2 separate regions of the Mus musculus genome follow, and region 1 is linked to region 2. A link is a contact called in public HiChIP or PLAC-seq data. All regions are on one chromosome and are shown on one strand. Each heading gives the region's core, a stretch centred on a gene start, on an enhancer-like site or on the middle of the called end of the contact. The rest is flanking DNA. Distances are from core to core; before and after follow the strand shown. Region 1 holds the start of Onecut3 (one cut domain, family member 3). Region 2 holds the start of Scamp4 (secretory carrier membrane protein 4).

Region 1 (4,317 bases), core at 649-3,148, 110 kb before region 2:
GTGGCCCCAAATTGTCCAGGCTCCCCAAATCAGAAGACCCCAAGGCTTCTGCCCCTTGGGGGAGATGGATGGGTAAAAGTACCCACTCCTGCAAGCTTCACCCTAATGGCCCCCTCTGCAGTCTTTACTCCCCACTATCCCCACCCCCACCCCCAACCAGGAGACCAAGATGGCAACAGGCAAGAAGTGATAGGCTCTGGATCTCTTCCCTCTCTAGGACTGTTAAACAGCTGGAGCTTAATAAATGCTGACTTGTTCACATTGAAACAGTCCCTTCAGCCCTGTCCACCCAAGGATTTGGGAGAGGGACCTCTGTGTACCCCCCCCCTTAATGGCTCATATACAATGCCACTCACTTTCCTCCAAGATCCTCTTCTCTGGGGGGGGGGGGGCAGCATGAAAGGGGAAAATGAGGAACAGAAAAGGATCTGTGCAGCCCCGGGCATGGACCACCACGCCTGTCACACAGCCAGTGCACTGTGGACATCAGATTCTTGGTTTGCTTTGTTTCCAGCCTGATAGCCCAAGCCATTGGTGGGGGCATCCCTTGAGTGAGCGTCAGAGCCCATGGGTGACTCAAGCTCCAGAACAAATGCCAATAACCCTCCCTGGCAGTGAGCAGGGCAAGGGAGGCAGGGGCTGAGGCTGAGTGAAGACACCCTCCTAACACAAGGTCCCCCCAGAGTCTGGCATGGCCACCCTGGTAATCGGTAATCTCTTCTCCACAAACCCAAGGGGTCTTGTTCCCAGGTGCTTTGTGCCTGTAGGGTGCCATCCATGTACCCCTTCTGTCCCCCTTCACTGTCTGCAGGTGGGAAAGGGAGAGAGAGAGAGAGAGAGAGAGAGAGAGAGAGAGAGAGAGAGAGAGAGAGAGAGAGAGATCCTAGGCTAGCTATCTCAGTCTGAAAAAAAAAAAAAAACCCCAAACCCAAGCTGGTCTAGAGATGACCAGTCTCAGACAAGACATCCTTAGACCCCAGAGATATTGGGGACAGGAAGTAGCCAATTACACGGGACTTAGGAGGAATTTTCCCCTCTCTCTTCCCCCCCTCTCTGTCATCTTTTCCATGTGTAGCCCTGACTGTCCTTGAATCCAGTTCTGTAGACCAGGCTGACCTTGAACTCAGAAATCCACCTGCCTCTGCCTCCCAAGTGCCGAGATTAAAGGCATGTGCCACTACACCGGACCTTGGAGGAATTTATGTTTGCTTTGATGCAAAGACTCACTATAAAGCCCTTGCCTGACTGGAACTTGCTACATAGACCAGGCTAGCCTCCAAATTAACGATCCACCTGCCTCTGTCTTCCCAATCCTGGGCCTAAAAACCACTAAAGTCCCTGTTAAGAAAGATTTCTGCAGGGCAATTACATTGCACAATTGAAGAAACAGAGGCCCAAATGCCCAAATGCCTGCTTTTCCTTGTGCTTGAGGCCAATGTGTGATTGTTCTGGGGACCTACTAATAGCCCCACTTCATCCCAAAAGAGGTTTTGAAATCTTTGTGTGCATACGGGGAAAACAGCCCATCTTTCTGAGAGTGTCAACAGAGTTGGGGGGCGTTTGTAGCCACACTTCAGGAACTGGGGGCGGGTAGGGGCAGAAGGGGGAATGTACAGGACAGAGAATCAAAGACGCTGATATGAGAACACACACACACACTCACTCACACTCACACAGAGCCAGGACTAGCGGTCCCCCACCCCAATCCCTCAGGTTCTTCTCAGGGCAAGGAGAATGGGGAGACCCAAGAAGCCAGCCTGGTGCTCCAAGGGGTTTGGCGGGTGCAGGCGGAGCGATGGGCGGGGGCGCTGACGTCAGACCCGGGCCGGGGCGCCGGCGGCGGCCGCCCCGCCACATCCTGGTGGCCGCTGCTCGCAGCAGCCGAAGCCGAGCGAGAGCACTGAACAAGCGGGACAGTAGCAGCCGCCGCCACCAGGAGCGTCGGCCAGTGCGTGGGGACCATGCTGCGGCCTTGAGCACACACGAAGAGGACACCCAGGATGGAGTTGAGCTTGGAGAGCCTCGGGGGGCTGCACGGGGTGACACACGCGCAAGCCGGCGAGCTGCTGAGCCCGGGCCACGCGCGCTCCGCCGCGGCCCAACACCGAAGCCTAGTGGCATCGGGGCGCCCAGGCCTGGTGGCCGGCATGGCTAGCCTGCTGGACGGTGGTGGCGCCGGGGGCGGGGGCGCCGGGGGCGCGGGGGCTGCAGGGGCCGCGGGTGGTGGCCCTGACTTCCGTGGGGAGCTGGCTGGCCCCCTGCACCCGGCCATGGGTATGGCGTGCGAGGCCCCAGGTTTGGGTGGCACCTACACCACGCTCACGCCCTTGCAGCACCTGCCGCCGCTGGCCGCCGTGGCCGATAAGTTCCACCAGCACGCGGTGGCTGGGGCGCACGGAGGCCATCCACACGCTCACCCTCACCCGGCCACCGCGCCGCCACCGCCCCCTCCGCAGCGCCTGGCGGCCAGCGTGAGCGGCAGCTTCACCCTCATGCGCGACGAGCGGGCGGCGCTGGCCTCGGTGGGCCACCTCTACGGGCCTTATGGCAAGGAGCTGCCCACCATGGGGTCGCCACTGTCGCCGCTGCCCAGCGCGCTGCCCCCCGCTCTGCACAGCGCCCCGCAGCCGCCGCCGCCGCCACCGCTCGCCGCTTACGGGGCTCCGGGCCACCTGGCCGGGGACAAACTACTGCCACCTGCCGCCTTCGAGCCACACGCGGCGCTTCTGGGGCGCGCAGAGGACGCGCTGGCCCGAGGGCTGCCTGGAGGCGGCGGCGGCGCGGGAGGCGGCGGGGCGGCCGGCGGGGCGGCCGCGGGTTTGCTGGCTCCGCTGGGCGGGCTGGCTGCGGCCGGGGCGCACGGGCCTCACTCAGGCGGCGGTGGCCCCGGAGGGGGCGGTGGCGCTGGCGGCGGCAGCGGCGGCCCGGGAGCCGGCGCTGCAGCCGAAGAGATCAACACCAAAGAGGTGGCCCAGCGCATCACCGCCGAGCTGAAGCGCTACAGCATCCCGCAGGCCATCTTCGCGCAGCGCATCCTGTGCCGCTCGCAGGGCACGCTCTCCGACCTGCTGCGCAACCCGAAGCCCTGGAGCAAGCTCAAATCCGGCCGCGAGACCTTCCGCAGGATGTGGAAGTGGCTGCAGGAGCCGGAGTTCCAGCGCATGTCGGCGCTGCGCCTGGCAGGTAGGGACAAGGGCCCCTGAGGCTCGATCCTGGGGGACATGGTTGGCACAGGATGAAGGACCTTGGCTAGTGCGTCCTGCCAGCCTAGAGGGGGGAAACTGTAGCCTCTGAGGCTGACCCGGGGTCTGCATCGCCGAGTGTCACTAATAGAAAGAGGGCAAATACAATTATTGTTTCCGTCCCTATTCTTTTAGGGACTGTGTAGGGTGTCTAGTGTCTTTGAGGCTGATGTAGACATAGGGTGCTAAACTAAAACAGCCCTCGCGTGGCTCCGTGTGTGCGCGTGTATGCGCGCGTCTGTAGCACGTTCCTTGGGTTCACGATCCCCTGCGATCAGAGGTGCCACTCCCCTCGTCCCCAAACATCCTGCAAGAGGGACCAAAGGCGCCCTCTCTCCACCCAGTCACAAAGCTCTAGGTGCTGACTAGACTCAGCCAAGGCCTGGCCACCGCTCTGCCCCCAGCCCCAGCACCACCACCACCACCGAGCTCTCTTCCTATGCAGCTCAGCCTCTGCCGACGATCGATCCGCTAGTCCCCCATCCCTCCCCCCTCTGGCCGTTGGCAAAGGTCATTTGAGATTGGGGGAGGGGCAGCCCTTGGGACCCTGGGCTCAGTGGCATCCACCAGAGGCCTTCACACCCCCCCCCCCCCGTGGCTCCCAGGGCCTCACTCCCTCCTGTTTTCCTGTCCCCCCTTTCTACTTCTCTCCACGGGGACAAATTGCTGTCCCTCTCTTCGAGCTGCCTCTTCGGTACCCAGTCCAGTCTCTCTTTATTCTTTTCTTCTCTTGCGCCTTGCCTGAGTCTCTCCCACACACAGAAGCATGCGAGCCAGCCCCTGGGGGACCCGTTGTCTCCTCCTTTGGTCTAACCTGTCCCCTCCCACCCCAGCGAGGAATGTGGGGGTGTGCCATAGACCCTACATCCTCCGTGATTGGGAAGGGGTGTCAGGAGGCCGGTGGTCTGGGCAGAGCGTTTTTTCTATGGCGTAGTGGGGAGGGGGCTGTGCACCCCGTTCCAGGGACAATAGCGGTTTCCAGAGCCTCATCGATCCCTCTGCATACAAACACAGAGAGGGGCGGGGCAGCCGGGACTCAAGAGAGGCGCCCCTAAGGCAGGAGCTGAGAACTGGG
Region 2 (4,228 bases), core at 56-2,555:
TGGTTCACATGGCTTCCTAGAAGCCAGACACTGTACCTAAGGGTTCTAGCTTCGTTTTTTTGTTTGTTTTTCGAGACAGGGTTTCTCTGTATAGCCCTGGCTGTCCTGGAACTCACTCTATAGACCAGGCTGGCCTCGAACTCAGAAATCTGCCTGCCTCTGCCTTCCAAGTGCTGGGATTAAAGGCGTGGACCACCACCACCCGGCTTGGGTTCTAGCTTTGTAATGCTGGTCATATCCACACTAATCTCCCACTTATCTGTCTTGCAAGCAGCCATACACCAAACTCATGGGACCTACTCTGCTCTGATAAGCTGGTCACAAGGCATTCCTTATTCCAGAAAGATTGTGTTTGGCAGACAGGCCTAGAAGATTGCAAACAGGTTGATCCTGGAGCCAACCCCAGGCTCTCTGGTGCCACTTTCTACCTTCCTGCTGGTCAGGGCTCAGCCAGGCAATCTGCTGTTTATGTCCTAAGCCACAGAGGAAGAAGGACCCTGGGAGAGACTCAGGGACTCTGGCCTGGGAATGACATGTTGGGCAGATAAAGCTACACTGTGAAACTCTTTATCTAAAACAATAATTAACTAAAAGGTATTAATGTTAGGTCATCTCTCCTGCCTCTATTACTTGTTCATTTATTTTCTTCATCTTTTGTTTTTGTTTTTTAAAGACAGGATCTGTCCTGGAACTCCCAGTGATTTGCCTGCCTCTGCCTCCCAAGTGCTGGGGTTAAAGGCCCTCGCCCCAACCATCTTGAACTTTTGTTCTCTTGTATCCACCCCCAGAGTGCAGGCATGACCAGCTTGTGCCATGAGGAATGCTATGTATGGAATCCAGGTTCTCCTGGGTGCTAGGAAAACACTCCATGAACAGCCCCAGCCCCAGACTTATTCAGAAGTTCACATATCTGTTTCACCCATGTACAGATGAGGAGAATGAGGGCCTGAGTGGACCTAAAACTTCAGACTACAGTCACTTTCCAAGCAGTAAAAGTGATTGTTCACCAGCAACATGGGACTTTACAGAAGTATGATGGCAGATGCTCTTTGAGTGACTAATGGCCATAGAGTCTCCTTCTGCCTCAAGTCTTCTCTCTGCTGATGTCTCAAAGTGTCACAAAGGGGCCGAGTTCAGTGCCATCCCAGGATCTCAAACCACAGTATTCTACTCGCTGCAGCACACATAAGAAAACCCCCTAGACTCAGCAAGGCCTTGTGAAGCAGCCACGCGCACGGCCTTAAGGGAAATGTAGTCGCATCGCGCAGGCCCCGCCCATGGAACTACGCTCCCGTGGTGCCCCGCGGTGGCAGGCGTGGCGGCCCGGTTGCTAGGACTTGGATAAGCGTGGCGTTCGCTCGGGTGTCCCTCAGGTGAGCAGCCGCCGTAGGGGTTCGGCTTTCGCCGTTCCGAATCCGCCATGGGGCACCGGAGATGGTGACAAGGCAAGGGCGGTGGACAGGGAAAGAAGGCCTTATCGGGACAGACCGCGTAGCCTGAGAGGGTTGTGCGCGTCCCGGGAGGCGGTGGGAGTACGCGTGCGCGAGTAGTCAACGCTAGTACGCGTGTGCACAGGGCTTTTCGCCCACCGCGCCCTATGCCGTTGGTTTGCGGCGCACGCGTGTACCCTACTTCTGATTCCGGAAACCCTGTGATTTCCAGCTGCTTCCGGTTGTATGTTCCGGGTCATCACAGTCCCCTGCCTCAGGGTTATCTTATCCACCATCCTTACAGCAGGTGTGCAGTTTCCCTTTAAGCTCTTGTACCCTATGGGGTTTCTTGGGGTATCTTGGTGGTACCAGGGATCGAATCCTGGACTTTGGTTATATTAGACTGGCACTGGACTACTGATCCCCTTCCCCTCCCTTCAGAAGTGGATTCCAGGAGCTTTCGCTAATCTTTGTACCCAGCCCTTAAATGGATGATTCCAGGCAGGGACTCTACCCCTGCGCCACACCCCATCCCCTCACAAGGGGCCCTAACCTAAGCTTCAGTCCCTCACTGGTGGACATAGGTAGGCTCAGCACTGCTGAGCTCTACCCCGAGCCCACTTCATTTTTTTTATTTTGGAAGTTTCCTGTACCGCTGAAGCTGGCCCCGAACTCCCATCTAGTGGCTTATTGAGTGACTTGTATTTCAGGCCTGAGCTTCCAGACCTGATCCTTGTAGTCTGTCCAGCCACGGTCCCATTCTTTTGGACCCTATACCCAGGACCCAAGGCCCATTGTTTGCCTGCAGTTGTTGAATGCAGAGGGCGTGTGGTTCCTCAGAGGTGGGAAGTGTCTGCTGGACCGCAGGTCCTTGTCTGTGGTACAAGGAGCCCCTTTCAAACCTGTTCCCATGCTGGTGTACAGTGGGCACCTGTCACCTAAAACAAGGGAATAACAGGCCACAATTGCAATGAACATGAAGGGCCCCTTTGGCCAAGCATTGGCTACCATCCTATAGCTATTAAACTCCTCTCCAGAGGCCCATAAGCCCAGGCTGTCATCTGTCCCCAAGGCATCCATCTTTCTGTGTCCCTTGTTGTCTAGTCTTGAGGGGACAAACAAAGCTGTGTCTTCTGCCCTGGAGACAGTGGCGCTTTGTAGCCCAGTCAGGCGCTGTGCGTTGTAGGCGTGGTGTATGCCCTGGGGAAGCCAGATGTCACCACGCCCTTCATGGGCTCTGCCTGCCATGGGGCCTTTGCAGGGGCAGCCATGGTGACACCAGGATCTCAGACACCCTTGGTGCTGTTCTCCCTTCTTAGTCTCAGGACTCCTAGTGGCACCCGTGACTCTCTAGTTAGCCCATAGAGACATTCAGTGTTGACCTGGGCAGCTGGGTGAGCCCTGAAAGCCAACAGATGTACCTGAGTCCATCGCATAGGTTCCTGTGGCCAGGTAGACATTGGTGGGGGTGCCAGGATGTGGGTATGATGATGGTCAGGTAGCCCTGCAGGTCGCCTCGTGGGCACTTTTTTCTTTTCTCCCCTATTTCCTTCTCGTTTGTTTGGTGCTCTGTATTTACCTCAGGGTTTGAGCAGGGCAGGCAGATTCCCACCATTGAGCTATACCCCATCCCCTCCTGCTGCGCTGCTCCCAGGATTGCTTGACCCTAATCGCCTGTAGGTTATGGTTAGTTGTCACGGCAAGGTGTGGGAAGGAGCTAGCTGTCAGCCAAGCCAATGATCTGAGGACTAAGGATGGCGAGAGGGTTCGGTAGCAGGAACCGGATGGCAGGTGGTGGTGCCTTCCTCCTCAGATTTGCCATCCTGCCCTGTCTAGCTCTGACTGAGCAAGGAGAAGCCTCTGAGGCCCAAGAGGCTCTGCTCCCACAACCTTTTCTCCGCTGGGCGTCTGGGGAGCCTGGCTTTTCTCCTGTGTGGAACAGCGTGGTGGTGGTGGTGGTGGTGGTGGTGGCTGTCAGCTCAGGCTTTATCCGGGTGCTTGCACAGCAGGCCATGAGCATTGACTGAAAGCTCAGGTGCAGTGGATAGCCAGGTTCCCAGGCTAGCCCACTGAAGCAGGAAGTGGGTTGACTGAGCACACTGGAAACAGGTCATGGGCACGTGCCTGCCTCTCTTGGCAGGGTCTGCATTCTTCTAGGGTGCATCATAGGCCTGCCACCACCTATTTCTGGGGATTCAGAGGGTTGAGATGGGGTCTTGCTCTGTAGCACTGACTGGCTGGCCTCCAACTTACAGCCATCTTCCTGCTTCTGCCCCAGGTTCTGACAGGTGTGTGTTATCAGGTAGATCACCATGGTCATGTCCCATAGAAGCCACCTGGGGTCAGGGACACTGTCAGTCTACCTGAACCCCATTCTCCCATATATATATTCACTGTAGAAAATGGGACATTTAGCAGTTTGGAATGCTAATGCCCAACAGCCCCGGGGCCAGAGCCAGGATCTGCATGTGCTATGGCCACATCCTCTGCAGGTCTCACCTATTCAAGGGCCCATGAGGCTGTTCTCTCATGGGCTGCACTAGACAGGTCCACTCCCCACACAGCAGGCAGAACTCACCTCCTTTTCACTATAGGCCTGAGGTCTTGAAGCCACCAAAGCATGTCAGCAGCCGTTCTGGATTTTTGTTTGTTTTGGTTTTGTTGTTGTGTTTTTGGTTTTTGGATTTTTTTTTTAAAGATTTATTTTATTAATATATGTAAGTACACTGTAGCTATCTTCAGACACTCCAGAAGAGGGAGTCAGATGTTGTTGCAGATGGTTGTGAGCCACCATGTGG

What was found. HiChIP or PLAC-seq counts read pairs in DNA pulled down with a chosen protein or histone mark.
Region 1: an HNF4G HiChIP or PLAC-seq map of pancreatic cancer cells shows a contact between it and region 2. The contact joins the promoter of Onecut3 here to the promoter of Scamp4 in region 2. A contact is called at or near these places in 2 of 39 promoter capture datasets (the SN4741 cell line and pre-B cells), 1 of 115 datasets of contacts at active chromatin or transcription factors (pancreatic cancer cells) and 3 of 9 other capture datasets (adipose tissue, liver and pancreatic islet).

What each region holds. Positions count from the first base shown.
Region 1 is chr10:80,493,008-80,497,324 of GRCm38.p6, forward strand. It overlaps Onecut3 (one cut domain, family member 3), which reads left to right and starts at 1,899. Exons shown (of 2, transcript NM_139226.3): 1 at 1,899-3,183. The coding sequence starts at 2,001.
Region 2 is chr10:80,601,577-80,605,804 of GRCm38.p6, forward strand. Scamp4 (secretory carrier membrane protein 4) reads left to right here and starts at 1,306. Exons shown (of 7, transcript NM_019575.4): 1 at 1,306-1,373. It overlaps Adat3 (adenosine deaminase, tRNA-specific 3), which reads left to right and starts at 1,304. Exons shown (of 2, transcript NM_001100606.1): 1 at 1,304-1,373.